Regions from separate parts of the Mus musculus genome. Here regions 1, 2, 3 and 5 are each linked to region 4. The links are chromatin contacts, called in public Hi-C, HiCAR-type, HiChIP or PLAC-seq and promoter capture Hi-C maps. All regions are on one chromosome and are shown on one strand. The core of a region is the stretch at or near the end of the contact, and the rest is flanking DNA. Distances in the headings are between cores, read along the strand shown. Region 1 holds the start of Satb2 (special AT-rich sequence binding protein 2). Region 2 holds the start of 1700066M21Rik (RIKEN cDNA 1700066M21 gene). Region 3 holds the start of Bmpr2 (bone morphogenetic protein receptor, type II (serine/threonine kinase)). Region 4 holds the start of Bzw1 (basic leucine zipper and W2 domains 1). Region 5 holds the start of Nop58 (NOP58 ribonucleoprotein).

Region 1 (5,421 bases), core at 1,365-3,864, 1.4 Mb after region 4:
CGGGCTTGGAATTTTCTTTAGCCCCTTTGGCTGGGCATGTTCGTGGGAGCACGGAATTTGGGGGAAGAAAAAAACAGGGAAAAGAAAAAGGCTTCCTAAAACTGCGGTGGCTCTCTGGAGGATTACTACCCTGCCAGGCTCGACTCGGCTCGGCAGGGCTCCCCTTGCCGCCTGGGGCTTCTGGTGAAGTTGGTGGGCGGCTCCTTTGAGTGGGACTCACCGAGGTCTGGGCACCGAGATTTAGGCCAGGGACAGGTTTCGTTTCGGGGACCCTCTTTCTTTTAGAAGCCCTTAGGCTTCCCTGGCCGTGGGTTTGCGACTCTTGGGGCGTTGTGGGGTCAAGGGGGTAGGCTACCAAGCAAGTGGACAGCAGCCCAGTCTCCAGCGCTACTCTCAGATTCAATCTCCACTGGCCCAGCTCAAGGCCAGGATTTAGAGAATTGCCTCGAGCGCGTTTCCCGAAACCGAATTTAGTTTGGCCCTCTGGCGCCGCCGTACAGTCAATACTTCTTAAGGGGGACTAGTGGCTCAGGCAACCGGTGGAAGCCGAGTCCTTGGGGTCCTGGGGAACTGGAGGGAAAGCCCCGGTGCACAGAAGGGACAAGAGATGCCGCCGGCTCAAGGGGCATCTCTGGCCGGAAGGCCGGAGAGGACTGGTTCATATTTTCTCCTTTGAGGTTCCAGGGGCTGACAGAAGCCGGACGCGGCAGGCACCTCGCCGGGGCCGCGGCCCCTGCCCACGTGCTATTTTTTTTTTTTTTTTAAGGAGGTCCGCGCCCATGCCGAATGGCCAAGACAAAAGCGCGGCCGGCAGCGGGGTTTTGGCGGGCAGTCACCGCGCCACCTTAAACAAGTAAAGCTGCGCGAGCCGAAAGGCTAGGGCCGCGGGAGTCCGCAAAAGTTTGTGGCTCCTAAGCCTTAGAAGGACCAGCTAGGGACTCATCGGCGCGGCCTCGCTCGGGGCGGAGAGGCTAGGTCCCCACGGCTCAGCTCTGCTCGCGCCGAACTCGGTCCTCAGCCGCTGAGGGTCTTCGGGAGCCCCAGTGCTGCAACCCGAGGGGCGCGCAGCTTCAGCGCCCCGGCCGGCACAGTGTTCTGGCCTCCGGGCAGCTCGGGCTGCGCCGCTCGCAACGTAGCCCGCGTGGCGAGAGTGGCAGGGATGCAGCCTGCCTTGTGCCCACGGAGCAACCCTTTCTCCAGTGCCGGACCCACAGCCAGCCGGACGGGCGGAGTCTCGCTCCAGGCGTTCGGGACACCCGGGCTATTGTTCCGGACCCGCGGCCGCACGGGATTTGAGGGAGAAGTGGCCTTCCCCAAACGCGGCCGGGAGCGCTTCGGGCCGGGCCGGTCGGCTCCGAGCAGATGGGGAGCTCGCTCGCACCGAGAAAAGTTGCTCCGAGGGGCGGAGGCGGTGGGTGGTGGGCGGAGGCGGTGGGTGGGGGAGGCGATCGCCCTCCTATCTCCAAAGTCGAAAGTACTCGGCGGCGCAATTAACAGAGCCCGGAGACGAGGCAGCCTCTGCCGCCTCCCGAGCGCCAGCCTGCGCCTCTGCGGCGAGCCGCGACACGGAGCGCCCGCCTAGTCGCCGCAGCCTGCGCGCCGGGACGAGTGCGCCTAGGGGCTGGGCGAGGCGGCTGCGCCCTGGACTTGCTACAAGGAGGAGGACCAGACCCTGGGCCCTGGCGTTCGTCAGCGCTTAGACGCACCCATTCGTCGGCCGTGGCCACCGCCTCGCGCCACACTCAGTCCTCAGCCATCCGTCCTTCGTCGCCCGGTGCATGAGGTCCTTGCCACCCCGCTCCCACCTCCGACTCCCCCCTTCCTCCTTTTTCCCTGACTCCCACCCCCTCGCCTATCCCTGTGCCTCCTCCGCAGCCCGGCTCCTTGGGTCGCCGTGCTCACAGCGATTGATTGATTGATGTTTAATTTCCTGCCAGGCGGGGCCCCCCTCCCCCCGCAACCTCCCCAGCCCTCCTCCCCGCCCCCCACTCCCCTCCTTCATTGCGGTGGACCAGTCTGGCTTGGGTTTAGATCCGTCCCCCCCATTCCCATCCCGAAATAACCCAGAGACATCCCCTACCCCCACCCCAAATTATTATTTTGAAGGCGCTAGATCTGGGGACCGAAAGGGGGAGGGGGAGAAATCGGAAACCGAGGACAACCCAAAAGGACTCACTTTGCCTGATGACTCAACGCAACTAATAATCATCTCCCTCTCAGTGTCTTTCTCTCTGCGGCTTGTCAGTGAGTCCGGCTCTGGCTTCTGGCAGAGGCAGCCGCGAGGGGAGAGGTTGGAGGTGACAGCTTGTGCGGCCGCCGCGTTTTCTCTTGCGCGCGGTCCGGGGTCTCCGCACCTTCCCCGCTCTTGGTGGCAACGTCCCCGCGACTCTGGCCGCGCCTCCTCTGGAGCTAGCGGCTGTAGGAGCCAGCAGCCGCCGCAGCCTCCCAGTCCTCAGCCCTTTCTCTCCAGAACCGGTCTTCTACCCGAAGGTGTGAAAGGCTCTTTCAGCCCCCTCTCCCCCCCCCCTCCTCCGCCGTCCCCTCCCCCGCTCGCTCTGGTGCCCCTTTGGAGGAGTCCTCCTTTCCCTCTCCTCCTCCTCCCTCACTGCCCCCCGCCCCCATCATCATAACAACCATCTCCGAACCAGAAGAAGACACCCTGACCCAGGACCTTAAACGCTAGGACCGGGGAAGAGGAAAAGGAAAGGGGAAGGAGGAAAGAGAAAGGAAGACTAGGACAACACTACAATTCACCAAAAACTTTCCACCCTGGATTCTCTACTTTTGCTCCATGGACAGAGCCCCAGCCAGCCAAGTTTCAGACAGACCGTGAGCAGTAAGTACGCTGGGCGAGGGCTCCCACGCGGCGCCTGTAGTTCGGGAAGCCCTGGGCGCGCTAAGTTCCCCGGCTGTTCTGGGGCTCTGGCTCTCACGCGCGCTTAGGCGAAGCCGGGAAGTGCGGTGGAGCCTTCACTGGCAACCCCTCCGAGCACTCCCTACATCTTTCGCATTCTTCTTAACTCCTCTCTGTCCCCCACCACCACCTCGTCTGGACTCGTGGCGACTAGGCTTCTCCCGCGTCCAAAGCGCTCTTAGAGGATTCTCAGAGCCCCTGGTGTATTAGGGGTTCCTTTCATGGGTTTCAGTGACAATGTGGGCGCCGTTTCATCAGGTGTTTTCCCTTCTTCCGGGTCACTCCTCCAAAATTGAAGAGTATGGAGCACTGCTCGCCTAGGGACCTCGAGAAAAACTTTCCAGATTTAGAAATTAGGATTAATGAAGCCTGCTCCTGTACCTAAGAATCAAGATTTCTTTCTCTTATGTTGTACGCTTAATGGCTTAAAAAACAACAACCACATCCAGGATACGATGAAGATAAGAATGCTCCCAAATAATAATTGTGATCCTGGGATGGAGGGTAGCCTTTCCAAATCTCAGAGTGTTTTGGGATGCTCGCTCACGTGAAATTATAGTTAATTTTTTTGTGTGCAAAGGTGTGTGTTTGTGTACACAAGTGTACTTGGTCCATAAAGGTAAAAGGTGGGGATTCCATGGATCCATTGATCCAGCTTGGCCATCCACAGCGCATTTATCAAGCAATTAATTTGCTTAAGGACCCGTGTAAGTCCTTGCTCCCTCCCTGGCCTGGTGGGACCTCTCGCCCATAAGTACGCTCCTTTCAAAACCCTGACACCCCAAGTGGGGCTTATGGTGGTGGTGGCTCTTTATCAAAGAGAGGATAATGCCAGCGCTGCCCGCAATGAATGGGGTACTGCTTAAAGGCTTCGAGGTCCGACTCTGTCCACACAACTGAGGGCTAACTCTTGGGACCTGAGACAGAGCAGGTCTTAGTACCTCAAGTTCTGGGCAGCTTTGGGACCTCCAGTGTTTGTTTGGTTGGGACTTGCTTTCCCGGGACCCTTCGGTACCCTTCTGCAGCGTGGGAGGAAGTTTGTGTGGCTGCGGTGCAGTGCTCTGCCACTGGCCTGATCGTCTATCACGTGTGTGAGCGGTTTTCCCTCTTTTTTTTTTCCCTCCCCCTTTCCTCCCCTCCGCCCCCTCCCTAGGTCCCTGCGCGTTTTATTGCGACCTGCCGGTGGGAACTTTGTCTCCAAATCGGAGCAGCATGGAGCGGCGGAGCGAGAGCCCGTGTCTTCGGGACAGCCCCGACCGAAGAAGCGGCAGCCCCGACGTCAAGGGGCCTCCCCCGGTGAAGGTGGCCCGGCTGGAGCAGAACGGCAGCCCCATGGGAGCCCGCGGGAGGCCCAACGGCGCCGTGGCCAAGGCCGTGGGAGGTAACAGCCCGGAGCTGGGAGGTGCGCGCAGCGGAGGCCCAGTGATAATGGCCTGGGTGTCAGGGTTCAGGTTGATTAGGCGCTGTTTCGGTGTAGGATTACAGGAAGTCAAATCCAGGTTGCCAAATAGTGCCCTAGTTGCCTCTCCGCAACTGGTAGTAGCTTCATCTCGAGTTAAAACAAGAAAGTGGTTTACCCAGAGGGTGGCATTTTTTGGGCACTTTGCCACTCTGTGCTGAGGTGTTGGCAGGTCTGTGTCACAGCCAGCTAACTGTTTCTAGATTTTCCTAGAGAGCTCTTTAGTGTTTTAACTCCTTTGCCTTGCCTCGGATCTGTTTTAGGGCTGAAGCTTGTATGCCTTGGTTGTAGTGGGACAGAGACCTAGGATCTGGCTAGAGTCGAAGCAGTGACTCTGGTGTTCTTCTGTAGCTGGGACAGGGTTGAGACAAATGAGTGACAGCTAGGACTGTGTCCTGCAGAAGTTCTAGGGGAAAAAACCGAAGGATCACCGTGAATCCATTATGTCCTTAGAGGATTTGATGCTGTTTTGCCTGCAGAGTTTAGACGGAGCCGGTTATAACTTTGATAGGAATTAGAGAATTGGGTGAAAAACAGCAAGCAACTCTATATGCTGCCTGCTGCTTCCCTACCCAAGAATTAAATATTATTTTAAAGGAAGACTTTTATGTTTCAGTACATCTACACATAACTTTCTTCAATAGTGTTTAGTAATCTTACAAAATAAGACCAGAGAGGAATTTAAATACTGTATTTTGGGTTTGCAGGGCAGTCAACTAGCTGTTTCGTACATATGAAATGTACAACTTTACACAGCATTCAGACTGTTTTGTTTGGGATAAATTATTCCTTTAATTGTACTATGCCTGAGATACCCCCTCACCCCAGTGGCTTTCAACAGCAGTAAGTTTAATGTAATTCTTAAACTTGGTGATAAAGTCCCACCTCCCATTCCCCCATCCCTTATGTCCCTGTTTGTGGTGACCATCAAATTTTGGAATACATGCTTAGTTTGAAATGTCTCCACACACCTAAGAAGATGACACTTTTCTGTTTTTAATGTTATTACTATTTTTCTTGGTGGTAGTCATTAAACACAGCTTAGCTT
Region 2 (5,939 bases), core at 2,183-4,682, 1.0 Mb after region 4:
TCATGTAGCCTAGGCTAGCTTTGAACTCATTATGGAGCTGAGAAGAGCACTGAACTGCTTTTAAACCTGCCTTCTACTTCATTCATTTTTGCAAGCTAAGTGTGGAAGTGCCTCTAGTACTTAGAAGCTAAGTGTGGAAGTGCCTCTAGTACTTAGAAGCTAAGTGTGGAAGTGCCTCTAGTACTTAGAAGCTAAGTGTGGAAGTGCCTCTAGTACTTAGAAGCTAAGTGTGGAAGTGCCTCTAGTACTTAGGAGCTAAGTGTGGAAGTGCCTCTAGTACTTAGAAGCTAAGTGTGGAAGTGCCTCTAGTACTTAGGAGCTAAGTGTGGAAGTGCCTCTAGTACTTAGGAGGCTGAATCAAGAGGATCCAGAATTCAAGAGCAGCCTGGGCTATACATAGTGAACAACCTATGAATGAATGAATGAATAGATAAGCACGCAAATAAGCTTATAATTGACAGCCCCAAAGTCCTGAAGCTACACAATTACTTCATTATTTAATGGATGCAAGCGAAACAGATTTTATGACTCAGTTTAGGATGTACATCATAGGTATTATAAATCTAAATATCACTCCCTCCATCAGCCCCAGGTTATTTGATCTAAAGGAAAGAAAATGCGACTACTGAGGAACTCAAATATGAAAACTGGGGTCCTTACTGTTATATCAAAGATCAGACCCAAGAACCATGGATAAATACTTCCACTCCCTGAAATGGGGATCAGATGCCTCCCTAGTCAAACTGATTCTTCACCCCAGACTATTAACTATGACTACCCTACTGAAAGGAGTTTCTTCTTCCTGGGGATAGAATGCACTTACGATGCTTATGGGAGGTAAGGAGTGGAGGCTATGTCTCTACTCATGTCCAGTGAGGCAGGCAACAAGAGACTCTCTTGCAGAGACCAAGGAATGCTTATCCCAGTTAGATGCTCACGGATGCAGAAATTTAGGAGTCCATCCCACACTGTACTGAACTGGAGTCCAAAGAATCTTTTCAGAAAACTTCCTGTTTGCAAGGGTTCAGAAACATTTATAATAAGGATGTGACGTAGAATGGACTGCAAAGAATGAGGAGAGCTACACTGGGTAAGAGCCACACTTCTCTCCAGAATGCACCATGGGAAGGAACATCTTTACAGAGCATAAATTACACAGCCCAACTAAGCTGCAAGGAAGGATCCAGCTAAAGGGAACTGCCTAAGACAGTGTAAGGAGACCCAGAGACATAAACACACCTCGACAGTTACCCTGCAGGAAAGCAAGCTGTGATGGCACCTGGACTCCTAGCACTTGAGAGAACTCCGGCTCTTACTGCTGAGGGTCAGGAAGCCATGGGATGGTCTGGAAGAGGGTGGAATAATGAGACCTTGGCTGTCAACCACAGTTCCATCACTGTACATACAGAGAGGTGGAGACACTGCATGCTGCTGGATTAGACCGGAGATATGAGAGATCTACAGATGACTTTGGATTTCTAAGTCGAATCGTTAAATAGGTATTTTCATTAACCTGGATAAGGAAGGCTGCTTCAATAGATTTTCAGTTTTAGAAGGCTACTAAATATCCAAAGGAAGTAAAGGCATGCAATTGGTGAGTTCATAAACACCCGCTAATGTCTAGACTAAATAAATGCCAGGCTCGTGAGCATGGAGGCAGTATGTAAAGTCACGAGATGGAAAGAGATCACTGAAAGAGTAGAGTAAAAAAATCCCAAGAGTGGAGCATGAGGCTACTTGAAGGTGAGAAGGGGCTGGAACCTAACTAGAGTTATTCCCAAATTTCAGCTTGATTGAGGCCCTCTGACTTTTATATCTGAGGCACTTCAATGGAGAGATTTAACATCTGCATAGACTTCATAGCTAAGAAGTACAGAGTGGAATGGGAAACCTGGGTGACTTGGCATTGAAGCTTTGGGATGCACGGCCTTCCATTTCTTTTCCAGAAGACCTCATGCTCTATAAAACCCCACACTCTGAACATTACCATTCTGTCATTGTCCCAAAGGCTGATGATGGGAAATGAAAGATGATCCTCAAACTATATCTAGAACACTTTAGGCCCTACTTAAGCCAGGTGGATGTTCTGTCTGGAACACTTTTACAGCAGAAAGTACTCAGCCACCATCACCACCACCACCACCACCACCACCACTGGAAGGCATGAAGTAGTTGGTCACAAGTCGCAGGAAGCAGAAGCAACACACTTGTTTTCAATCTGGGAATAAAGGCACCAAAATGAGATTTTCTTGAACCTAAATTTGGGTTTTTGCTAGTTTCCATTAGCAGTCAACTAGTCAAGTCAACTGATTTGAGAGAAAACAGCAAGAGAAAATAGATTTTTTGGTGTATCATTTTAAAGCACCAATTTCAAAACAATAACAGTTTTCTAGTATGAGGAAACCATCTAGCTATATTCTAACTTGAATATCTACCCTAGTGCTAACAACGCTCTGGGATAATTGATTTTCAATGTAAATGCCAACTGTATCTGCGCTGTCCAACGGGGTACAAGCAAGTCACCTGTGGTGACTCAACACTTGGCAATACAACTAGTGAGACAGAGAACGCTGCCTTTTCATTTTAACTTGTTCAGATACTCTCACGCGGCTAATGTATCCACTGCACGATGCAGTTTTACATTAAAACCCAGCTTCCAGGACAGCTTCAGCAAAGACGTATGTCTGCAGCTATAAAAACCAGTAACAGGAAGCACACAGATGAGTTGAATTCAAATGGGCCTCTCAGTATCATTAGCATTCTTGACGATTGCATCCCTTCCACTGCTGTGTTTTAGGGTTACTGGAAAGGTCACTTTAGCAACGGATGTATTTTATTTGGTCAGTCAGCGTTTTCTAAACAGTCCAGTGCCCAGCACACACACAGTCCTCTGAGAGCAGGCTGGAGCTGTGCGTGGCTGTCCCACTCCCTGTCGCGCCTCTCCTTCCACCCAGTGGCACCTGGACTGACAGCCGCTCTCTGGAGACCGTGGCCCTCCAAGGCCCCTTCCCCGGATGGGGCTCTGGCAGGAACGGGGGCGCGCCCCGCACCCCCATCGTATGAGAACCCGTGTGGGCGTGTCGGGGAGGCCTGGCCCCGCGTTACCTGCACGTCCCCAGGGAAGTAGAGGACGTGGTGCCGCTGCTCCGGGGAATCTCCTTCCCGGGATGTCAGCAGGAGCAGTTCGTTGCTGCGCTGCGGGTCGGAGCCCGGCACCGTGGAGCGCTGCAGACGGTGGCTGTCCTCCGGGGAGCCCCGCTCACCGCCGCCCGGGTTCATGGCTCGGGTCTGCAGGCGGGACGCGGAGTCTCCGGAAGCGAGCAGCGGCCGCAGCAGCAGCAGCACCAGCGCGGGGGACCGCAGACGCCGCGACCCCAGCATGGGCTCGAGCCGCCAGGGCCGCTCACCCGGCAGCGAGGGCGGGGCCTCGGCTGCCCAACGGCTTCGGTCGCCGTGACGTCAGCACGCCGCGTGCGTCCGGAGGGAGGGGGAGCGGAGGGCGCGGCTGGAGGAAGGACGTTTGTGGTTGGCGGACTCAGCCCCGGCCGGGAAGTTCGAACGGACGTGGAAGAGCCCGCAGGTTGGGCCCATGCACAGCAGCAGCTGCTCAGGGTCAGAGTTTCCTCGGGTTCTGTATAAAAGCTTTGGTAGGTTCATCCTCACGGTGAAGATGTGTCTTTGTTAATTTAGTCCAAGGTAAAGAAGAATGGTTCTGAAAGTCTTGTACTTGCTCAGAATGAAAAGAATCCCCTATGTCCCGAAGTTACCTAGTTAGGGAATTTCTGGCTCCACACCAAGTCTAGCACATTCCTAGTTGGTAGAGAGAGAGAGCTGGACACTTACCTTAGGGAAGATAGAGAAAAGGCCTACTTGTTCACACATTTACTGTAGGGGTGTTTACAGCTTATCGAATTTCCGATTTAGGGTTTTGAAACCACGTTGAAAAGTATAGGAAAGTCGTGGAAATAGCAACTTCTTACTTAAAGTTGTGTAGAAATAGGACTGGGCCAAATTTATGCTAAAGGTGGGAAAAGTGAATCTTGTTTTAACATTGTGTGTGCACATCGGACACGCACATGCATCTGTTTGCTGCTGTGGGCTTGAAGTGACTTTGGGTGTAAAGGAGATTCCTGGAAAGAAGTTGAAACTTGAAGTTTCTGCAGGAGTGATTAGCTGATTAGAACTTAAATGACTGGGGAGAAATTATGTTGTAAGTTCAAACCCTGATTAAAAATTATCTTGAGCTGTCTTTCGCTCTTTTAATTAATAGCCTTTCCTAGCTAACCTGTGTACCTAAACAGCCAGCATACTAGTGAGTATCAGATGAAACCTTTGAAATGTATTAGCTTAGCTTCCACCAGCCCAGAAGCTAAGACTTATATTAGAGGCCTATAGCAGAAATTTTCTGTCTGTTATCTTATTTTCAAAGTCTTAAATTATATAATATTTTCTATTTTGATACTGTAAAACTTGAGCTAACTGATATGTGGCTCATCTTTAAGGTGAGAGCAGTTTTTTTGTATCACAGTACATTCCTCACACTCCATCTTTTAAAATTTTTTATTGATTAGTTTATTGTTTGACAGCATCTTGCTGAACCTGAAGCTCATGGATTAGGCTAGACTGGGCTAGCCAAGAAGCCCCCAATGGTTTGCCTGTTTCTAACTTCCCAGCTACTGGGTTCTCTGTTTTGTGGATGCTGGGGATCCAATTCAGCCCCCATGCTTTGGGGAAAGAGGCAGGCACCTTACCAACTAGGTCATATCCCAAGCCTTATTCTAATTTTAAATTTCTTGTATTTGTTAACAAAGTATAATTGCTCTGTACATTTTCTTAGTGTCTTTATAGAGGTATGCTTTACCAATTACTTTGACAAAAACTGTTAGATTCTATCTGACATAATAAATGTAACTGAGGTGTTTTGATTGAAAATGGCCCCCACAGACCCATATTTGAATACTTAGTTCCCAGTTCATAGAACTGGTTGAGAAGGGCTCTGATGTATGGAGTTCTTGGAGGAAGTGTTTTTCTGGGGATGGTTTTGGGGATTTGAAAGCCCACACCATTCTAAGTTTGCCCACTACTCCTCCATCCTTGTAGGTCAAGATCTAAGCTCTTGGCTACTACATTAGCACCATGTCCTACACTAGCACCATGTCTGCCTGCTGCCATGCTCCCCACCATGAGGGTCATGGACTCTATCTAACCCTCTGGAACTATGAGCCCACAGTTAAATACTTTCTTTTATAAGTTGCTTCGGTTATGGTGTTTTATCACAGCAATAGAAAAGTAAGATACAAACCAAGAATAAATTATTTAATTCCTACCACAAAGTAGATTGATTGCTTTATTAAAATAGCTAGTTTAGAAGCAGAGGTCAGGATAGAATCACACCAAGGAAGCTGATCTTCACTTTTGTTTTGCAAATCATGTTTTCCCAGGGTCTAGGACTGTTAAGCTGTAGTCTACAAGTCCAAATGTGGGTGTATATTGCTAATGTAGCTTTTGATTCTTGTGGTTTTGTTTTTTCAGGTTGACTGATTAGTGAAATAATCATATGCTGAAGAGAACAGGAAGTACTTGTGTTTAGAAAAAAAAGTAATTGCAGCAAATGCTAAATATCTCAAAGTAGGCTTAGTATCTCTAAGATAATTGAGGCCTTTGAGAAATACAAAAGAAGAACCGAAGAGCAAAGAAACAAGCTGAAGTAAGGAGAGCGCCCCACTCCCCAGTCCAAGATTTCTGCTGCCCTACAGGAGACATGTTCTTGGGAAAGCAGCATCTCTCTCAATTCGTCGTTAAAGGTATGGGTGTTGTTTATATGCTATGTCATAGACTCTGTAGCTACTTCTTATATGTTTCCTTGTTATTACCATAATATTTTCTCTCATCTTCATCTTCTCCCACAAAATCAACCCTGATGATTCTGATCTTTCTAC
Region 3 (6,146 bases), core at 610-3,109, 1.4 Mb before region 4:
ATTTGTGGTTAGAGAATTTAAACAGCTAACAAGGAAATTTGGAGGAAATGTGTTCAGTTTTGCTTCAAAGATAATTGAAACAATCGAAAATATTAAAATATCAAGTTTCAATATGTAATCAAATCATATTTCCCATGATTTTTAACAATACATAGATTCATTATTAAAACTCTAAATATAATGGTGCTTGAGAAATGGCTTTGCCATTAAAGACTACACTCATAACTAAAAATATGAAATACTACATATTAATCAATATAGACAATAGTATCAAATTCACAAAAGGGAACTTCAAATTTTCTTTCAGTATTTTCCCAGAACAGACATCTAAAATGTAAATTAAACAAGTAATCTCTGTGTCTAATACAGCAATGAAGAATTCACTGAATGTGAAAATTACTTTTTAAAAAATTGTAAAACCATTACTTTGTGTACTCAATTTTAAATGCATACTTCATGTGACTATTTAAGAATTCATTCCTGAAATTTTCTAAAAGCAAATCACAGAAGACTGTTGCTTGAAAATAACTGCAATGAGAATATGAGTTGTTTTTTTCTCAAGGCGATTGAGAAGTAAAGAGGAAATGGCCAAAGGAAAGGGGAGTAGCATTTCCTTTCACACGTTAGGAAAATGTCAAAGAACTTTCAGGAGTCAAATCTCCTCGAAGTCTGATGTGAGGTCAAAATTGTCTCAATGACAGGAAAACCAACAGACGCCAGATGACTAATAGAAAAGTTATCAAAAACACTTCTGTGCCCAACAGTAATTCCAAAGGGATACAAAGTTAAGAATATCCAGGATAAAGAGACAGAGAATAGTTAAGATTCTTGGGAGCAAAACAATATTAATGATGACATCAACTGTGTTAGTATACACTGTTATCAAGATTCTCACACAGTGACTTCCTCAACGTTTACTCTATTCATCAGGTAACATTTTTTTTCAGGTAACATTTTTAAATAACGAAAAGTAATGTGGATTCCCAAAGAGTGATCTAAATGTAAAAATAAGGTTCAATCAAGTGTGTGTCTAGTTGTTCTTTTTATTGTAAACCAAATCTGCTTCTTTCCATCAAAGTAAAAAAACCACCTTTATCTCCAAAAATCTAATAGACAGTTCACTAGTGATTAAAATATTATTTTTAATCCTTGCATTACCTCACAGCTAAAAATGTCAAGATACCACACCCAATATGTCTTTTTCCCCCCGTGGGGGAGGGGTCAGGGAATACGGGAGTAGGGACGGGAAACAACACGCAAACACCGAAGGTGATTTCCCTGGCTGGCTCCTCCACCCGGATCCGAGAGCACACGTTGCGAGGGGAGAGCACAGGGCTCGGCCTCTGCAGGCTCTCTCCCTCGCCACCCACTGGAGTAGGAGCTGGGACATACCACCTAGGGCTACTCACCAGCCGTAGTGCTGACCAGCAGGACGGCCCATAGCAGCCAGGGCACCCGAAAGGGCCGATGCAGCGAGGAAGTCATCCCTGGGCCAGCAAAGAAGCAGGAGGGCAAAGAAAAGAAATCTGGAAAGTAAATTCGGGCGGAGAAATCCGGCTAGGAGGCTGCTCTTCGTCTGATTTATCCTGCCCGGATTACAATGCAGTTTGAAAGGACAAATGGCAGATGCGAGGACCTAGCTAGTAGAGCTCTCATTCCACTGCAGAATTTCCCTTCATTTCGCTCCCTCGTGGCTGGGGGGCTTCATTCGCCTAGGACGGGGTGTCTCGGCTCCCCAAATTGAAGGCATGTCCATGGGGAAGACGCAGGGAGCCCAGAAGAAACCCCTGCAATTATTTCCCTCGTAGTTTCACGATATCAAAAAAATACCCAGATCTGGGAGAAAACATATCCAGAGTGCCGGGGGGGGGGGGGGGGGGAGGGCGGGGACTCGATGGGAGCACTGAGGATCAGAACAAGTTCCCGACCGCCGGGAAGGGCGAAGCGGGGCAGGCAGCGGCGCCCGGCCGCCGGAGTAGCATCGCTCCGTACTCCGAGGACAGTGGGGTTCCTTTTAAAGTTTCGCTTCGTTGCTTCCTTCACTCGGATTTCGACATCAACAAATCCTTCCCACCGACTGGGTCGAAAAAGGTGCCTGCTTCCATGGGCGAGTCCACAGCTTCCTCGGAACAATCGCGCGAGGGTCGCTCAGGCCGGGCCTCGGGGCGCGGGGGAGGGGAGGGTCGCGGCGACGCGGCGAGCCCGGGCGAGCGACACGCGGGGAGGTGCGGGGCTGGCCCTTCGAGGGCGCTCCGCCCGCGGCCTCGCTCTCGGCTACTCCAGCCCCTCGCTCTTGCCTGAAGTAAATTCCACCATGAAAACCGGGTCTCCTCCCGTCGATGGCTTGCGGGAGCGAATCACAGCCCCTCTGGAGAAAGCCGCCGCCGCCGCCGCCGCCTCGTTCTCCGCAGCTCTGGGCTCCGGGCGGAGCTCGGGCGTCGCGGGCCGAGGGCGGGGGGCGGCGGGAAGACGGACGTAGGTGGCCGAGGAAGGGGGTGGGCAGCTGAGCTTGCGAAACACCCCGAGCCCCTCCGGGAAGCACCTCCAGCGGTTCCAAGCAGACCAGACACAAAGGGGGGAGTCGCCGCAGCTGCCAGTCTGAGGCGCTCCCGGTCACCGGAGTCGCCCCGCCCCCGCCGCCGCCTCCTCTCAGTCTCCGGCTCTCCAGCCGACCCCTGTCTGTCTCGGGCCTGTGGTGCAGCGCGGGCGGCGGCGGCGGCGGCGGCGGCGGCGCCACTGAGCCGCACTGCGCCTGCGCGCCCGCGGCCCCGCCCGGCCCCGCCCCTCACTCCCAGGCTTGCTGGAGAGTGAGGCCCTCGCGCGGCGTCTCTCGCCTGGGCGCCCAGTGCAGGGAAGGGTTGTCGTGGGCTGCGGGTGGGCAGCCTAGGTCCCTTTCCTCACACAGGCGAACGCTCCGCACGTGGACGCCGTGCGATCTGTTCAAGCGTGTAAGGGAGGGCGGCCACAATCTTTTGTTTAACGTAGGTTAAAGGCTACCCGGGAAGGTGGGCGAGAAGCCTCGAAGGCACGCCGTCGTTGTTGGTGGCGGCGGGCGCATCCTCCTCGGTTTCCCTGAGAATCCCGACCGAGCCGCCTTTCCCAGGAGCCGAGACCCGGGCCTCGTCGGGTCCCCCTCCCGTCGCGGCCCAAACAAAAGCCTCCTGCCTCAGTCATGAAGACCGCGAAGCTGACGTGTGTGCGCTAGTCTGGGTCGGGCTTTCCTCGAACAGCCATCCCCGGGGCCCTCTTGGATGACAAGGCTGCTGAGCAATTGCGAGCACGCGAGACCGGAGAGAAAACTTAAGATCGCACACGCCGGCCTGCTGTGCGTGCGCGTCTCCTGCTCCGCCCGCACCTCTCCTGGGGAGGGTTTTATTCACAAAGGCCCGAGGGTCTTTGCAGGGCCTGTTAAAGGAGAACTGCGACGCAGTGTAGTTGCTTCTAGGTATGGAGTGTGGTCCTAGCTCCTCACTCATCGAATAGAGACAGTCCCGCCAGCACTGCAGTTTCCTAACCACTTTAAACCTCTTTAAAAAAAAAATCTCAATTTGGCTTGATTCAGGCAACCAGGATAGGGAAGGGATCCCCTACAGGGTCAGCCGACTTGGGTGGGATTTTTGCTAGGGGAGAGGGGAGAAGATGACGTGCTTGGCGCCATGATCGGAAGTCTGGGTTTAATTCTTTAACTGCGAGGTGGAAAATTTGCGTGGGAGGGCGATCTTAAGAGGTGAAGTCTAGCCCTCCCTTCTTCTAGTAGGCAGAAAGGTTGTTCTGAAGGCTGGTTTTGCCGGTCTTTCATTGTGGCTAAGGGCAGTTCCAGGATACCTTCATAAACACACTCCTCAAGCCTTACTGTTCGCTTGCTTATTCAAGCCTCCTTTTATCTCTGTATCTGAACGTGATGTTAATAAATCACATTCCTTAAACTGGTTTCTGTTATCATAGTAAATATCTGCTATAATTAAGAGTTGTAATATCTGCCCAGGGCCCTTTTTTAGCTGAAATACTTTTATACTGTTTATCCTTCAGGCAGATATATATGTGTGTGTGTGTGTGTGTGTGTGTGTGTATATATATATATATATATACATATACATATATACATATACATATATATATATATAATACATTTTGAAAAATAAGGAGCATATGCATTAACTCTTTAGCTTGAATACCATATTTTGTTTTGCCTAAAAGGCCTAAAAGGCCTAAAATAAGGATCTGGTATTGTTTTCACATTTAGCTTTCAAGACATGAGATCTAGTTGTCAAAGAAATGACAGATGTTGAAGGTGCAGGAAGTTTATTAGCTGGTGAAATACAATTTTTCTTCCTCGAATTGAGGTCAAGTACTTTATTATTCAATTATTATTTGCATAAAATTTTCCTAAGAAACATTAAGTACCCTTATACATGTTATAAATGTGAAATAAATTATGTCGGAAAGAAGTCTTAGGAAATTCATGTGGAAAAAGTTCATGCCACTAACTTAGCTGGAATAATTCATCAGCAGACCTCGATTTGCACGCAGTGCTCGTTCCTTTTCTGTTGCCTTTACAATCGAGATGTGACTATTCCCAGTGAGACAGAACATTTAGAAGAATTAAAACTTAGCAATAACTTATCTTTGACACAAGACAGGCAATACTAGTCTAATTCTGGTGAAAACAGAACTGCGAGTGCAGAGTGATCTGGTGTGGTCTCTTTGTTGATGAGGAGGGCTACATTGTAATAACATCCCACAAATCCTGATCATTAACTTATTGAGGCAAAAATTTATTTATCCTGTTTTGTGTTTGATAGGATAAGCATCAGTGGGCCTATCATGGGGTCTGTATGCAGCTTAAGAATATCTCTATAGGACCAAGGAAGTCAGGACTAGAGAGTATGGGATAGAGTGTAACATAGTTGCAACTAAGGCTTCATCCAGGGGCTCTGGGATAGGCCTTTCATTGTCCTAAAATGTAGTAGAACACCAGTTGCATAAAGACTGTACCCAGGGTTGGAAGGTAACTTGAGCCAAGAAAAACCCTCAAAGAAGCACCCACCTGAGAACTGTCAGTTACCCCGGCTTTGAATGTTTGGAGAAAGAATGTGTCATGTGTATTTAGGAACTCAACATAGCGACATGCTCTTCTATGCAGTCCCTGAGGTCCCTGCCTTGCTAGGTGCTTCACTAAGACAGGCTTTCGCCGGGTGGTGGTGGCGCGGGCCAGGCAGATTTCTGAGTTCGAGGCCAGCCTGGTCTACAAAGTGAGTTCCAGGACAGCCAGGGCTATACAGAGAAACCCTGTCTCCAAAAGCCAAAAAAAAAGAGACATAGGCTTTCAGGATTGCCAGAGTAGGGATTGTAAGATTTTAATTCCTAGATGTTCAATGTCTTGCTCTGGCTGCTTTTTGGTTTTCTTGAGACAGGGTTTTTCTGTGTATCCTTGGCTGTGCTGGAACTTACTTTGTTGACCAGGCTGGCCTTGAACTTACAGAGATCTGCCTACCTCTGCCTCCCATGTGTTGGGTTTAAAAGTATTCACAACTGCCACCCAGGGGTCTGTCTGGTTTAAAAATAGTCAAATATCTCCTACCAGAGCAATTCCCATTTTATTAGCCAGTGAAGTCACGTAGCCAAATCTAACTTCAGAAGAGTAGGAAGTACTTTACTAGAGGAGGACCCCTGAGTATTGAGAAAAGCTCTAGCATCACGCACATGTCCAAGGGATAATCTCTAGTACTCCAGACATCAAAAGCCCAACAAGTAAGGTATTCTAATATACGGGGAAACTTGGAGGTAAGGAATCCAGGACACAAAAATCCAGGTAGACAAACCAACACCATCTGAAAATTTGATGTATCCTCATTGTGTATTATGGTCCTTCATGGAGTCTGTCTTTCCTTTGAATTAGAGAACTGACAAAAAGCAAGGCCCAGATTAGGAGAGGACATTAGTTTGGGAATTTTAATTGAGATAGAGTCCCAATGTACAGCCCTGACTGGCCTTGATCCTGCCTCTTCACTGCTGTGACTATTGGCATGAACCAACTGACCTGACTTAAACAGATTATTAGATCTAGAACTAGAATAAAGTCCAAAGAGAATTCAGAGTTTATGGTCTACCAATGAAGACATATCAGAGTTGACAGAGCTCAGAAA
Region 4 (5,532 bases), core at 1,151-3,650:
AAACAACCTTAAAACCAGTAGTTAGCCCATTCTCCATTTCCTCAAAACTACTCAACAGGTTAATGTGTGCTTCATCTTTTTGAAGCAGCCCTATGTAGCCCTAGCTGGCCTGGAATTCACTAACTAGACCTCTATTTACTGGCCTCTCCAACTGCAAGAATTAAAGATGTATGCCACCATGCCCGGCCAATGCCAGTTTTCAAAGAATACCATTTAAACTTTTTTTTGTTGCTGGGTGGTGGTGGCAGTGCACACCTTTAATCCCAGCACTTGGGATGCAGAAGCAGGCAGAATTCATTTCTGAGTTCAAGGACAGCCTGGTCTACAAAGTGAGTTCCAGGACATCCAGGGCTATACAGAGAATCTCGAAAAAAAAACAAAAAACTTTTGTTGGTGTTGGTTTTTTAAAGACAGGGTTTCTTTGTGTAGTCCTGGCTATCCTGAAACTCAGAGGAGATCTGCGAGCCTCTGATAGGAGTACTAGATTCAATCCCCAGATTGCCAGGAGCTCAGGCCTTTAATCCTAGCATTTGGAGGCCATCCTGAGCTACAATCTAAGACTCTGCTAAACCTTAAAAAAAAAAAAAATTAATGTGAATCTCATTCTATAATTCTTTAAGTTGAAATCTGATTTCTACCCACACTCTTTTCCCAGACCTATGCCATGTGAGACACTCTATAAATGAGTCACTTTCACATATCTCCACAAAGTCTAGGTGAAATCAGGGACTTTAGGAGTGCCCCCCCCCTTCTATTAGCCCTCTTTGTTCAAATTCTTCTTTAAACTATGAGCTTAAAGTCACAGGTTTTAGCCACTAAAAAAAAAAAAAGAAAAGAAAAGAAAAGAAAGAAAGAAATTTGAGAAAGCAGAGAAACACTAAGGGAGCAGTTAATCTGAAATAGAAGTTAAAGAGAAAATCAAGTTTCTATTATTTTCGGGTTAGTAACATGCAGCTACCTGACTGTGAGAGAAACCAAGATATGTCTGAAAGCTTGAGGGTGAGTTACAAATAAATAGTTACCTCTTTTTCTGGTTTTAAAACGCTGGCCTGATAGCGTTGGTTTTTGCTGCTTTTGATTATTCATAAAAGACACCCTAGAAAAAGGAGAAAGAAGGCCTTAAAAACACCCGTGCCAGTAATATTAACTTCTTAAACCAAGTATCAAACCTTAAATCAAAATTACAATTAAAGCAAGCCCAAGACGCTTTCAGTTAACAGGCAATAGAGAGGGTGCAGGTAAGTTTCCCTCTCCAGGAACCCCTTGATGTAAGTGCTGGAACTACACCTTGATAAAGCATTTTACTATCACCCTGTCTGGTGGCAAATGGCCTACCACAAACCTAACTACTCAGTCTCTCCTACACCGTTCTTTGCATCTCCCACTTTTTCTAAGTAACCCGAACTTAGAGGACTGTCGCGGTCACGAGCTATCTGTCAAAGGCCCTGAACCGCATCAGCGCTGCCCTCATTCCAAAGTGGCGCCGAGAGCCGCAGAGCCCGCTTGCACCCTTCCAAGATGCAAAACTGAGAGCTGGCCGCAAACGCTACAGCCCCAGCCGCCTCCTCCTCCCCGGGCACGTGTCTCCACATCCACACCCTTTCCCGTGCCTCCCGCCTCTCGGGGCTCGGGCGGCGGGCCCCGGAGCGCCGCAGGCCCTTCTCCACCGACCCTGTCGCCTGCGGTGGTGGCCGCCGCGCCGAGCGGACCACAGGCGCCGAGGCGCTGCGCGCCGGGGCCCCCGCCGCCCCGTACATCCGCCCGCCCTCCCGCGAAAGCAGCGGCGGAGGCGGCGGCCGCGGCGGTGGTGGCGGCGGCTGCGCCCCGCCCGCCGAACTCCCCACGCGTACATCACCCAACAGAGGCCGCGGCGGCTTTGTTACCCAGGCCGGCCGGGGCGCACACGGGGGCGCGCCGCCACCCCGGCGCCCCGCGGCCTCGCCCGCCCTCCAGAGCGGCGGCCCGGGCCACGGATCCAGGCCCCGGGTCCCGCCGGCCCCTCCGAACCGCGCCGCCACCCTCCTCCTCCTCCGGGCCACGGCGCGCCGCTCTTCCCCGGCGCTGCGCCGCGCTCGCCTCACCGAATTTAAGGCGAAGAGAAAAGAGCCAGAAATCCCCGAGCTGGCGGCAACTGCGGCGCTGTCTCCTCTGCGACCGGAACTAACGCGAGCAGGAGGGGAGGAAGAGGCGCCACCCCCGCCCCGGAGGCCTGCTATCGCGAGATTTCTACCCTGCGCCAGTTCGCACTCCCCCCTGCCGAAGGCCGCGGGGTTGCAGCTCGGGGGCACCGGCTAACACCGCGGTGGTAGGCGTCTCTGTCCCACCCTAAAGCCCCAGGCTGCCCTGACTCTTGTACCAGGGTAGCCCGTCCCCCTTCCTCCGCCGCAGCGGCCGGCCTCCCCCTCTCCGGGCGGGGATGGGAGTGGGAAGCGGCCCCTCAACGGCCGCGAGTTGGACCAGTCCGTCCCGGTCCAGCCCAGACCCCTCCTCCGGAAGCTGGAGCCCGGGGGTAGGGGGAATGCTGGGCGGCGGGCGCAGAGGCCGGGGCGTCTGTAGGGTTCTGCCTGGGTGAGGACTGCAGCCCGGCCTCCCTGCTCTGCGATGCGGTGTGCTGAGGGCAAGTCTGACCTCGGCCTGTCACCACGCCTTGCAAGGGGTGCTCGTCCCCTGACTGCGGTGGACTGGGAATTTGTTAAAACCAGATTGCGAGGCCCCCACCCGCAGGGTTTATAATTGCTTCTGGTGCAGGACTCAAGAATGTGCCTTTATCACAAAGTCTCCCGAGATAAGGACCTTCAGAAGGTGTATTCTCCGGGACAACAGATAAAACTGCCCGCATCCGGTTTGTGCCCTTTTCATCCGCCATCCCCCAAACACCGGGATTTGTCCTTAAAATCCCTTTCCATGTACCAACTTCTCGCTCTCGCTCTCGCTCTCTCTCTCTCTCTCTCTCTCTCTCTCTCTCTCTCTCTCGCGTGTTCCAGATCGAGGCCAGCCTGGTCTACAGAGTGAATTCTAGGAGAGCCAGGGGTATTTCTGACATCCACCGTCCCTGTACTCAAACCTTTAATCTTTCTTACTCGTACATGGAAGGCACTTCTGTTCACTGGCATTTAACATATACTGTATTTGGAGTTTCGGATTTGCCTCTAAGGCTTTAAGCCGCTGTTTGTTGGATCTTGGCTGTCAATTCTTTTCCGTTCAAGTTGGTAGGTCGGAGCGCTGAAGGAGCAGCGGTGGGAAAATAGCCTAGCAGCAACAGCCTAACTTCTTGGAGGTACTGGTGGCCCATAGGACTGAACTTTGGTGGGACCTAGGAAGGCCAGGCCGTGGAGCATAGTGGGAAATGATGGGAATCAGGGCTCTAAGTTCCCCTACCTTTATCCTCTAACCCTGAGTCCGTTGGCATTTCTCTTGGAAGTCTTATTTCATACTCTGCATGATAGACTACCACGTCCCCCACGTTATGTTTGTTTCTGATGTGTTAAGGGTACAGTATTTCACTAATTAAAAAGCCATGTTTGTGTAGTATGTGTGTAGCAGACATTCTCCTAAGCACTTAACTGCGTTGAGTCCTTGAAACTGCCCTATGACTTTGACACTTGTTAGTCTTGTTGGGAAAAGAAGGCATATAGGTCAGTTAACTTGCCAGTGAACGGCCCCCCAGCGGCCTGGTCCACCAATATAATAAACTGCCAGGTCACACACTGAGCTGAGCTAGAGACACAAAAAACGGTGAATAGCCAAACCCGTTACTCATAAAGCTTCCCTCCGCATTGGCCACATTTCCCAATTCGGTCTCCTCTCCAGTACAGTCCTGATTTACACCCTGCCTTTGTATTTTTGAGACAGGGTCTTGCTAAGTAGCCCAGGCTGGCCTTGACCTGGCAATCCTCCTGTATCAGCTTTCCAGGTACTGGCATTAGAGACATCAGTCACCAAGCCCAGTTAATTGGGATTTCTGTTCCCGTGACTAAATGAGCCTTCCTTGTTGCACTGTGTCTTTCTTTACATTTCCAGGGTGATCTTTCTAAATGTAACTCAGGCCCTTCTCATCAGTGTCTGAGTTCCTGGGTTTTCATGAAAAACCACAGGAACACTGCTTTCCACCTTCTTATACCATTGGTGGCTTTATCACATCCAATAAGGAGTCAGGACCTTAAAACTCGGCTTGGGAGATGACTCTATGTAAAATGTTTGCAACACAGTATGAGGACTCAAGTTCTAATTCTCAAATACCACATAAAAGCTAAGTGTTTATGGCAGCCCACCTGTAATCAGCACATGGGAAATGAAGGAAGGGTCTGTGGAGCAAGGTAACTAGCCATACAAGCCATACACTCAAGCTCCAGCCGTGGTGCACGCTTTTTTTTTTTAAACATTTTTTAAGATTTATTTATTATTTATTATATGTAAGTACACTGTAGCTGTCTTCAGACACTCCAGAAGAAGGAGTCAGATCTCGTTACAGATGGTTGTGAGCCACCATGTGGTTGCTGGGATTTGAACTCCAGACCTTCGGAAGAGCAGTCGGGTGCTCTTACCTGCTGAGCCATCTCACCAGCCCGGTGCACGCTTTTTTTTGTTTTTAAAGTTTTATTTAGTTAGTTTATGCATATGAGTACACTATTGCTTTCTTCACACACACCAGAAGAGAGCATCATATCCCATTGCAGATGGTTGTGAGCCACCATGTGGTTGCTAGGAATTGAACTCAGGACCTCTGGAAGTGCAGTCAATGCTCTTAAACTGCTGAGCCATCTCTCCAGCCCATGGTGCATGCTTCTAATCCCAGCACCCAGGAGACACAGGCAGTCATAGTTTCAAGTCAGAGTTAGACAATAATACCTGTTCCCGAGAGAGAGAGAGAGAGAGAGAGAGAGAGAGAGAGAGAGAGAGAGAGGGAGAGGGAGAGAGAGAGATCTTATCCTTGATCTTATCCATTCATGCTTGGGACTGAACCCAGGAGTTAGTGTATGCTAAATGAGCACTCTACCGACAGCCACATCTCAGTCTACCTCCACAGATGTTTATAATGAAAAACCTTTGAAATACAACAAGGTTTTAAGTTTTATTTAAATGAAATTATGTTCAATACCACTGTTTTACTTGCCATAAAGGATTCTAATAGTTATAATTATTAAGATTTGACATCAGATAAAAACAAAAGACAAACATTGCTTAATAAGTTGAACATTTTAATAAAACTCAATACCCTCTTTTAAAAATGTATCTTTATATGCATGAACGTGTTTGCCTACGTGTATATATGTGCACCATGCCTACTTACGGAAGCCAGGAGAGCGCATCAGATCCACTGGGACTGGAGTTACAGGTGGTTATGAATGCCCACATGGGTGCTGGGAACGGAACCAAGGCCCACTGAAAGACCTGCAAGTGCTCTTACCTGCGGAGCCATCTCTCTAAATACAACCAAATTACTCTTTTAAACAAATGTACACTTTTATTTAGAATTTTAAATAGACTGAAATAATTTTTGAGGGGCTTAGAAACTGGGGAAACCTAGCCTCC
Region 5 (5,985 bases), core at 1,519-4,018, 1.3 Mb before region 4:
TGGCTCACAACCTGAAGACATAGTACACTGCAAGTAGGCAGCAGTCTAAGCAGTAGTTGGAACACTCACTGCCTAACCCAAGCATGAGGAAGTAGTCAATGTAACTGAAGATATTTGGAATGTCTGGAATTTGAACCTAGGGCCACACATGCCAGGCAAGTGTTTTACTATGAGCTCTATCCCTAGCCCTCTTTTTAACTTTTATTTTGTGACACGATCTCATTAAGTTACTTGCATAACTGGAACTTTTGGTCAGGATTCTTGTCTTCCCTTCCAGGAATTATAATTCATTAGTACAGGCATTAGTCTGTGCCAACAGGGCTTTCTCTCAAAATCTAATTTATATTCTAGCATTTTGAAAGATCATGGAAAAAGAAGGCAGCAACTAGTATTATCTAATTTTTGGAGGGATTCACAAAAAAAAAATTCTTCACCTACAGAAAGTATACAATTCCCTTCTCACAAACTGCAATCACTAGCACTAGGTCTAGAACATGCCTATTTCTAGGTAAGGGATTGCTAAATACCAAATAATTATAAACTGAAAACTTCACCATAATACTCAAAACTTTCCAATAGAGTAGTAACACAGCATATTTATCACAAAAAATCACTGAATACTACATGTAATATGACCTAATAAGTAAATAAATAGAATGTTTAGCACATAGCATACTTACTCTACCTCATTGTTCCCCACAGCTCAATAGCATCTCATTGTAGGAAGATGCCACTGTTAGACCAACTCTGTACTAATAAACTTGTAAGCTATTTCTTATACTGAGAAATAGCTCAGTGACTAAAAGCACCAACTGCTCTTCCAGAGACCTGGGTTCAAATCTCAGCACCCCCATGGCAGCTCACAATTATCTGTAACTCCAAGGTCTGACAGCTCAGAGACACATGCAGGAAAAACACCAATGCACATAAAATAAGAAAAAGCAAACAACAAAAAGACCAAAAACCTTTCCGTATTTAAATAAGGGACACTCAAGTTAATAGAAGCCATCTAGACTTCTCCCCTAACTTTCATGCTGGTAATTATGAACTCCCTGGTTTACACAATTACATCAGGATAGCTCATGAGCAAGCCTCACATAGACCAAACTGGAAATGGTGAATACCATGTCCCCAACAACTCCATGTCTTACTTAAAACAAAAACCCCCTTCAATCCTACTGCTTGCAGTCCAAATTTCTGTATTCAAGCAGACTCACTGAATAATTTTAAAAAAAGGACATGACAGTCCTAGGCACGAGAGGTTTCATTATAGATACCAGGGGAAGAATACAGCCAGAGGCATCTAGAAGTGTCCTGAAAGCAGGGACATGAAAGAAGAGAGCAACAGAAAACAGAAGACCAAGAGAAAGCTGTATAGCTGGCTTGGTTATACAGGAATCAATGAAGCTGGGGAAAGGGTTCCAGCTCAGTTTCTGGGCTGAAGAATGTACAGCCCAGTCAGCCTTGCCATGATAATAAGCACCTCAGCATTTGTCCTGAGACCTAACAACATTCATGTTGTCTACATTAAAGCACAGTATACCTTCCTCCTCCTCCTGTTATCATCACATAGTAAAATAATCTTTAAAGAAAACAAACTATAGCTGGGCGGTGGTGGCCCACGCCTTTAATCCCAGCACTTGGGAGGCTGAGGCAGGCGGATTTCTGGGTTCGAGGCCAGCCTGGTCTAAAGAGTGAGTTCCAGGACAGCCAGAACTACACAGAGAACAACTGTCTTGGAAAAACAAAGCCACTCACTACTCAAAACCTTCCAATCATGCCTGGAAGGACCCTGATCTTGGACCCCAGCTTTAATCTAGTTAAATATAAATGAAATGTTAGGGGCCAGCCAAGCCTACATAGGGAAAGCCTGCCTCAAAAGTAAATAGAGTCTGGCGGTGATGATGCACACCTTTAATCCCAGTACTCAGGACGCAGAGGTAGGTGGATCTCTGAGTTCAAGGCTAGCCAGGTCTACAGAGGGAATTCCTGGAAAGCCTGAGCAGCACAGTGAAACCCTATCTGGAAAAGCCCAAAATAAATATCTGAGGCTGGAGCGATAACTCGGCGGTTAAGAGCACTGACTGCTCCTCCAGAAGTCCTAGTTCAAATCCCAGCAACCACATGGTGGCTCACAACCATCTGTAATGGGATCTGTAGCCCTCTTCTGGTGTGTCTGTTGACAGCTATAGGGTACTCATATACATAAATTAGATAAACATTAAACCGATCTTGGATTGGAGGTGTAACTAGGTGACAGGGCGCTGATCTAACATGTACAAAGCCTCAGGTGATTAAATGAACGCTTTATTGTCACTTGTAAAAAAGGGTCCTGCCCATTTTTTAAACTGAGTAAAGCAGAGGTCGCCCTAAATTCGGAGAAGCCACGTGTTCACCTGAACCAGCGGGCTCTTGATTTTTCACATCTTTTCGGAGCCCGGGGACTTGAAGACACTAAAATGTGTTCCGTTGTTCGTCTCTCCTTAAATCTTACCCAGCTCTCTGTCCCACATAAGCCTCTTAGCTCAACAACTCCATCTCACCTACCTTAAAGATGGCGTAGCCAACGGACGTTTCAAACAGGACCAACATGATGAGACCAGGTCAGGGCGGCGCTACGCGGCTAGCCGCGAGCCCTTACGCCACTGCAAATGACTACCTTTCAGTCGCTGAAGACCCGCTAGGCCTTGGACGCGGGGGAGCGCAAACGCCGTCGCCTCCCCGCGGACGAACAGACCACGTTGCTCAGCCGCTCCACACCTCTCCTCGTGGAGCAGCAAATATGCGAGTCTCCTTCTCTAAGAATTCTGGGAAGTAACGTCACTTCTGGTCGCTCAATGCCGCAGAGCGTGAGATCATTTCCGGGTTTTTCCCGCCCACAGTAGAATCCGGAAAGAGACGGCCTTAAAATATCGCGAGACTTTTTTTTTTTTTTTTTTTTTAAGTTTTGGACTGTGGCTGGAAGCTGTCAGTTTATTAGGTCATGTAAAGAAGAAAAAGTTCTGTGTACATTATATTTTGTATTATATATAATATATAAATTACATGTGTATAATTTACAGCACACAAAACGATTTACAACACATTATGCTATGCCCCGCCCCGCCATGTAAAGGACATTTTATTTTAAAACAACACAGAACACTTTTTCTTGATGAGGACGTGCACTCGGGTCCCATCAGTGAGTTCCACGGGATCTGACCTGGAACCGGAGTTGTAGGCAATTGTAAGCCGTCACGTTGGTGCTGGGAACCCAACCAGGTCCTCTGCAAGGGAAGCAAACTTTTATAACCAGCAACATTTCCTGGTGGTTCTTCTCTGGTCAAACAGGTTTTTAGCAAAGATTTCTTTTATAGCTATAAATATAGATATTTTCGGAGGCGGGAAGGGTTGTGTTTAAAATGATTCCAAGGTATGAATTTATGTATGTCTCAATGTAATTTCTTTTATGGAAACTTTCAGCCTCAGTGGCTGGATTTACTTTAAAACAAAGTCTTATGTATCTTAGACTAGCCTCAAACTCAGTAGGAAGTAGAGAATGACCTTGCTCAAAAACAATTTGTTTGTTTGAGACAAGGTCTCCATGTAGCCTTGTAACTATCTCTTGTAACTAGGTAGACCAGAGAAGTTTGAGTCATAGAGGTCCTCCCACCCCCACCTCCACAGTAGTGAGGTTACAGGCATATGCCACCACACCAACTTTATTGGTGCTGGGGATGGAACCAAAGGTTGGGTTCCATACATGGTAGGCAAGCACTCTACTAACTGAGCCATATCCCTAGCCTTGCTTTGGCTTTTTGAAAAAGGACCTCAGTATCTAGACCAGGTTGGCCTTGAATCATTGTCCTCCTGCCTCAGCCTTCAGAGTGCTAAGATTAGATATATCTGTGTGGCTATGTACTTTCAATGACAAGATTTAAATACCCCAGTTCTTCACAAATCTAGCTTCCAATAGCTGTAGAACGTTCCTAGTTGCCTAGTTCTAAACATTAATTTTGGATCTACAGAAAACTGTGGAAGATTAACCAACTTGACGTTCTGTAACACTTTTACAGTATGAATGAAGAGGAAAGAGTATCCTTGTTTGGACAGCAGAAAAGATGGACATATGGGGAATACAAGGGGATTCCTAGGGCTGCAGGCAAGAGCAGAATTGATTATAGCTACAGTTACATTTACCATATTTAGGGAGACAAGAGAAAGCAATAGAAGAAGAGAACAACAGTACAATGGGGCAGAGATAGCACCATAATAGCTTGATTTGGGAAAAGAACATAGAGCCAGATGGATGAGCCAGAAGCACATGTCTCTTCATATATTTAACTCCAACTATTTAATGTCTTGTGTACTTAATACAAATATCATTTCCTGGAGAGTTCTACCTGCAGTTCATGCTTAACAGTGTCCAGGTACCTTTGTGTTGGATCTGATTAGGTAATTCTTATGATTTAAATTAAGGAGTGCCTTCAGGAAGGAAAATTCTTTTCCTTCCATCTAAACATTTGTATCTTTTTTTTTTCTAAAAGGAAAAGATGCCTTTTACTGAATGAGAAATCGCTGGCATGCATTTTCCAGAATTTGTCCTTGAAAATTGCCACTTACACAACTCTCTCAATACTGTCCTTCAGAACTGTCTCAGATTTAGATTTGGATATTGTCCAAAGATAATAATTGTCTGAAAATTCCCTGAAGTATCGTATTAAACAAAGTACTGGGTCAAGGAAAAATGGTACAAAGAAATATTAAAGGGAACCTATGGGGGACTGGGAAGATGGCTCAATGGTTAAGAGCACTTACTGCTCTTCCAAGGGCTCAGAATTCAGTTCCCAATGCCCACAACTGCCTGTAAGTCGAGCTCCAGGGTATCTGATTTGTTCTTTTAACCTCCTTAGGCACCCACATATGTGTGGCTTACACACAGACATACACACATAAATAAAAATAATAAAATTTGAAAAATAGAATATGGGAGATATTGGGTAATAGAAGAATATAGGAGAACTTACAGTTCTTTTTAAAGATTTATTTATTTTATTTATATGAGTACACTCTAGCTGTCTTCAGACACACCAGAAGAGTGCATCAGATCTCATTACAGGTGATTTTGAGCCACCAAGTGGTTGCTGGGATTTGAACTCAGGACCTCTGGAAGAGCAGTCAGTGCTCTTAAGGACTGCATCATCTCTCCAGTCCTCTTACTGTCATTTTAACAGGTTAAAACTATAAGTCCTGGGGCTGGGGAGATGCTCACAGGTTAAGAGCACCGACTGCTCTTCCAGAGGTCCTGAGTTTAATTCCCAGTGATCACATGTTGGCTCACAACCACCTGTAATGAGATCTGATTCCCTCTTCTGGTGTGTCTGAAGACAGCTACAGTGTACTTATATATAATAAATAAATCTTTTTTTTAAAAAGATGACAATAAGAAACATAGTACAGATTATAAAGTAAATAAATAAAATAATGGAAAAGAAAACCTGTTCTTGGGCTGGAGAGATGGCTCAGAGGTTAAGAGCACTGACTGCTCTTCCAGAGGTGCTGAGTTCAAGACCCAGCAACCACAGGGTGGCTCACAACCGTCTCCAATGGGGTCTGATGCCCTATTTTGATGTGTCTGAAGAGAGCAATGGTGTACTCATATACATAAAATAAATAAATCATTTTTTTAAAAAAAGAGATGGGGCTGGAGAGATGGCTCAGAGGTTAAGAGCACTGACTGCTCTTCCGGAGGTCCTGAGTTCAATTCCCAGGAACCACATGGTAGCTCACAACCATTTGTAATGGGATCTGATGCCCTCTGAAGATAGCTACAGTGTACTAATAGAAATAAAATAGTGAAGAGAGAGAGAGAGAGAGAGAGGGAGAGAGAGAGAGAGACAGAGAGACACAGAGAGAGAGACAGAGAGAGAGAGACAGAGAGAGAGAGACAGAGAGAGAGAGAGAGAAAAGAAAACCTGTTCTCTTTGCAAACCACAGTTCTATCTC

The links. Promoter capture Hi-C pulls out the DNA fragments that hold promoters and counts their contacts. Hi-C and Micro-C count contacts between places; a contact is called where the count stands out from the background. HiCAR-type assays count read pairs that join an accessible place to other places. HiChIP or PLAC-seq counts read pairs in DNA pulled down with a chosen protein or histone mark.
Region 1: a contact with region 4 is called in a HiCAR-type map of astrocytes, with 3 times the contacts expected there. The contact joins the promoter of Satb2 here to the promoter of Bzw1 in region 4.
Region 2: a contact with region 4 is called in a promoter capture Hi-C map of hematopoietic stem and progenitor cells. The contact joins the promoter of 1700066M21Rik here to the promoter of Bzw1 in region 4. A contact is called at or near these places in 5 of 39 promoter capture datasets (the HPC-7 cell line, cranial neural crest, embryonic stem cells and 2 more), 1 of 115 datasets of contacts at active chromatin or transcription factors (embryonic stem cells) and 1 of 9 other capture datasets (adipose tissue).
Region 3: a contact with region 4 is called in an H3K27ac HiChIP or PLAC-seq map of thymic regulatory T cells, with 8 times the contacts expected there. The contact joins the promoter of Bmpr2 here to the promoter of Bzw1 in region 4. A contact is called at or near these places in 1 of 39 promoter capture datasets (cranial neural crest) and 1 of 115 datasets of contacts at active chromatin or transcription factors (thymic regulatory T cells).
Region 5: a Hi-C map of B cells shows a contact between it and region 4, with 6 read pairs. The contact joins the promoter of Nop58 here to the promoter of Bzw1 in region 4. A contact is called at or near these places in 2 of 39 promoter capture datasets (the HPC-7 cell line, HPC-7-derived erythroid cells and cranial neural crest), 4 of 484 Hi-C or Micro-C datasets (B cells, the G1E-ER4 cell line, embryonic stem cells and 1 more), 5 of 115 datasets of contacts at active chromatin or transcription factors (the 230-238 cell line, cardiomyocytes, embryonic forebrain and 1 more) and 2 of 9 other capture datasets (adipose tissue and liver).

The regions. Positions count from the first base shown.
Region 1 is chr1:56,968,527-56,973,947 of GRCm38.p6, reverse strand. It overlaps Satb2 (special AT-rich sequence binding protein 2), which reads left to right and starts at 2,614. Exons shown (of 11, transcript NM_139146.2): 1 at 2,614-2,836; 2 at 4,068-4,295. The coding sequence starts at 4,127. 9130024F11Rik (RIKEN cDNA 9130024F11 gene) reads right to left here and starts at 2,479. Exons shown (of 2, transcript NR_024326.1): 1 at 2,177-2,479.
Region 2 is chr1:57,375,113-57,381,051 of GRCm38.p6, reverse strand. 1700066M21Rik (RIKEN cDNA 1700066M21 gene) reads right to left here and starts at 3,432. Exons shown (of 2, transcript NM_028546.1): 1 at 3,106-3,432. The coding sequence starts at 3,381. It overlaps 4930558J18Rik (RIKEN cDNA 4930558J18 gene), which reads left to right and starts at 3,508. Exons shown (of 4, transcript NR_037999.1): 1 at 3,508-3,647; 2 at 5,533-5,804.
Region 3 is chr1:59,759,992-59,766,137 of GRCm38.p6, reverse strand. It overlaps Bmpr2 (bone morphogenetic protein receptor, type II (serine/threonine kinase)), which reads right to left and starts at 1,859. Exons shown (of 13, transcript NM_007561.4): 1 at 1,410-1,859. The coding sequence starts at 1,485.
Region 4 is chr1:58,389,766-58,395,297 of GRCm38.p6, reverse strand. It overlaps Bzw1 (basic leucine zipper and W2 domains 1), which reads right to left and starts at 2,400. Exons shown (of 12, transcript NM_025824.4): 1 at 2,082-2,400; 2 at 1,023-1,096. The coding sequence starts at 1,086. Gm39644 (a long non-coding RNA gene) reads left to right here and starts at 2,755. Exons shown (of 3, transcript XR_003947828.1): 1 at 2,755-2,842.
Region 5 is chr1:59,681,789-59,687,773 of GRCm38.p6, reverse strand. Nop58 (NOP58 ribonucleoprotein) reads right to left here and starts at 2,768. Exons shown (of 15, transcript NM_018868.2): 1 at 2,548-2,768. The coding sequence starts at 2,592.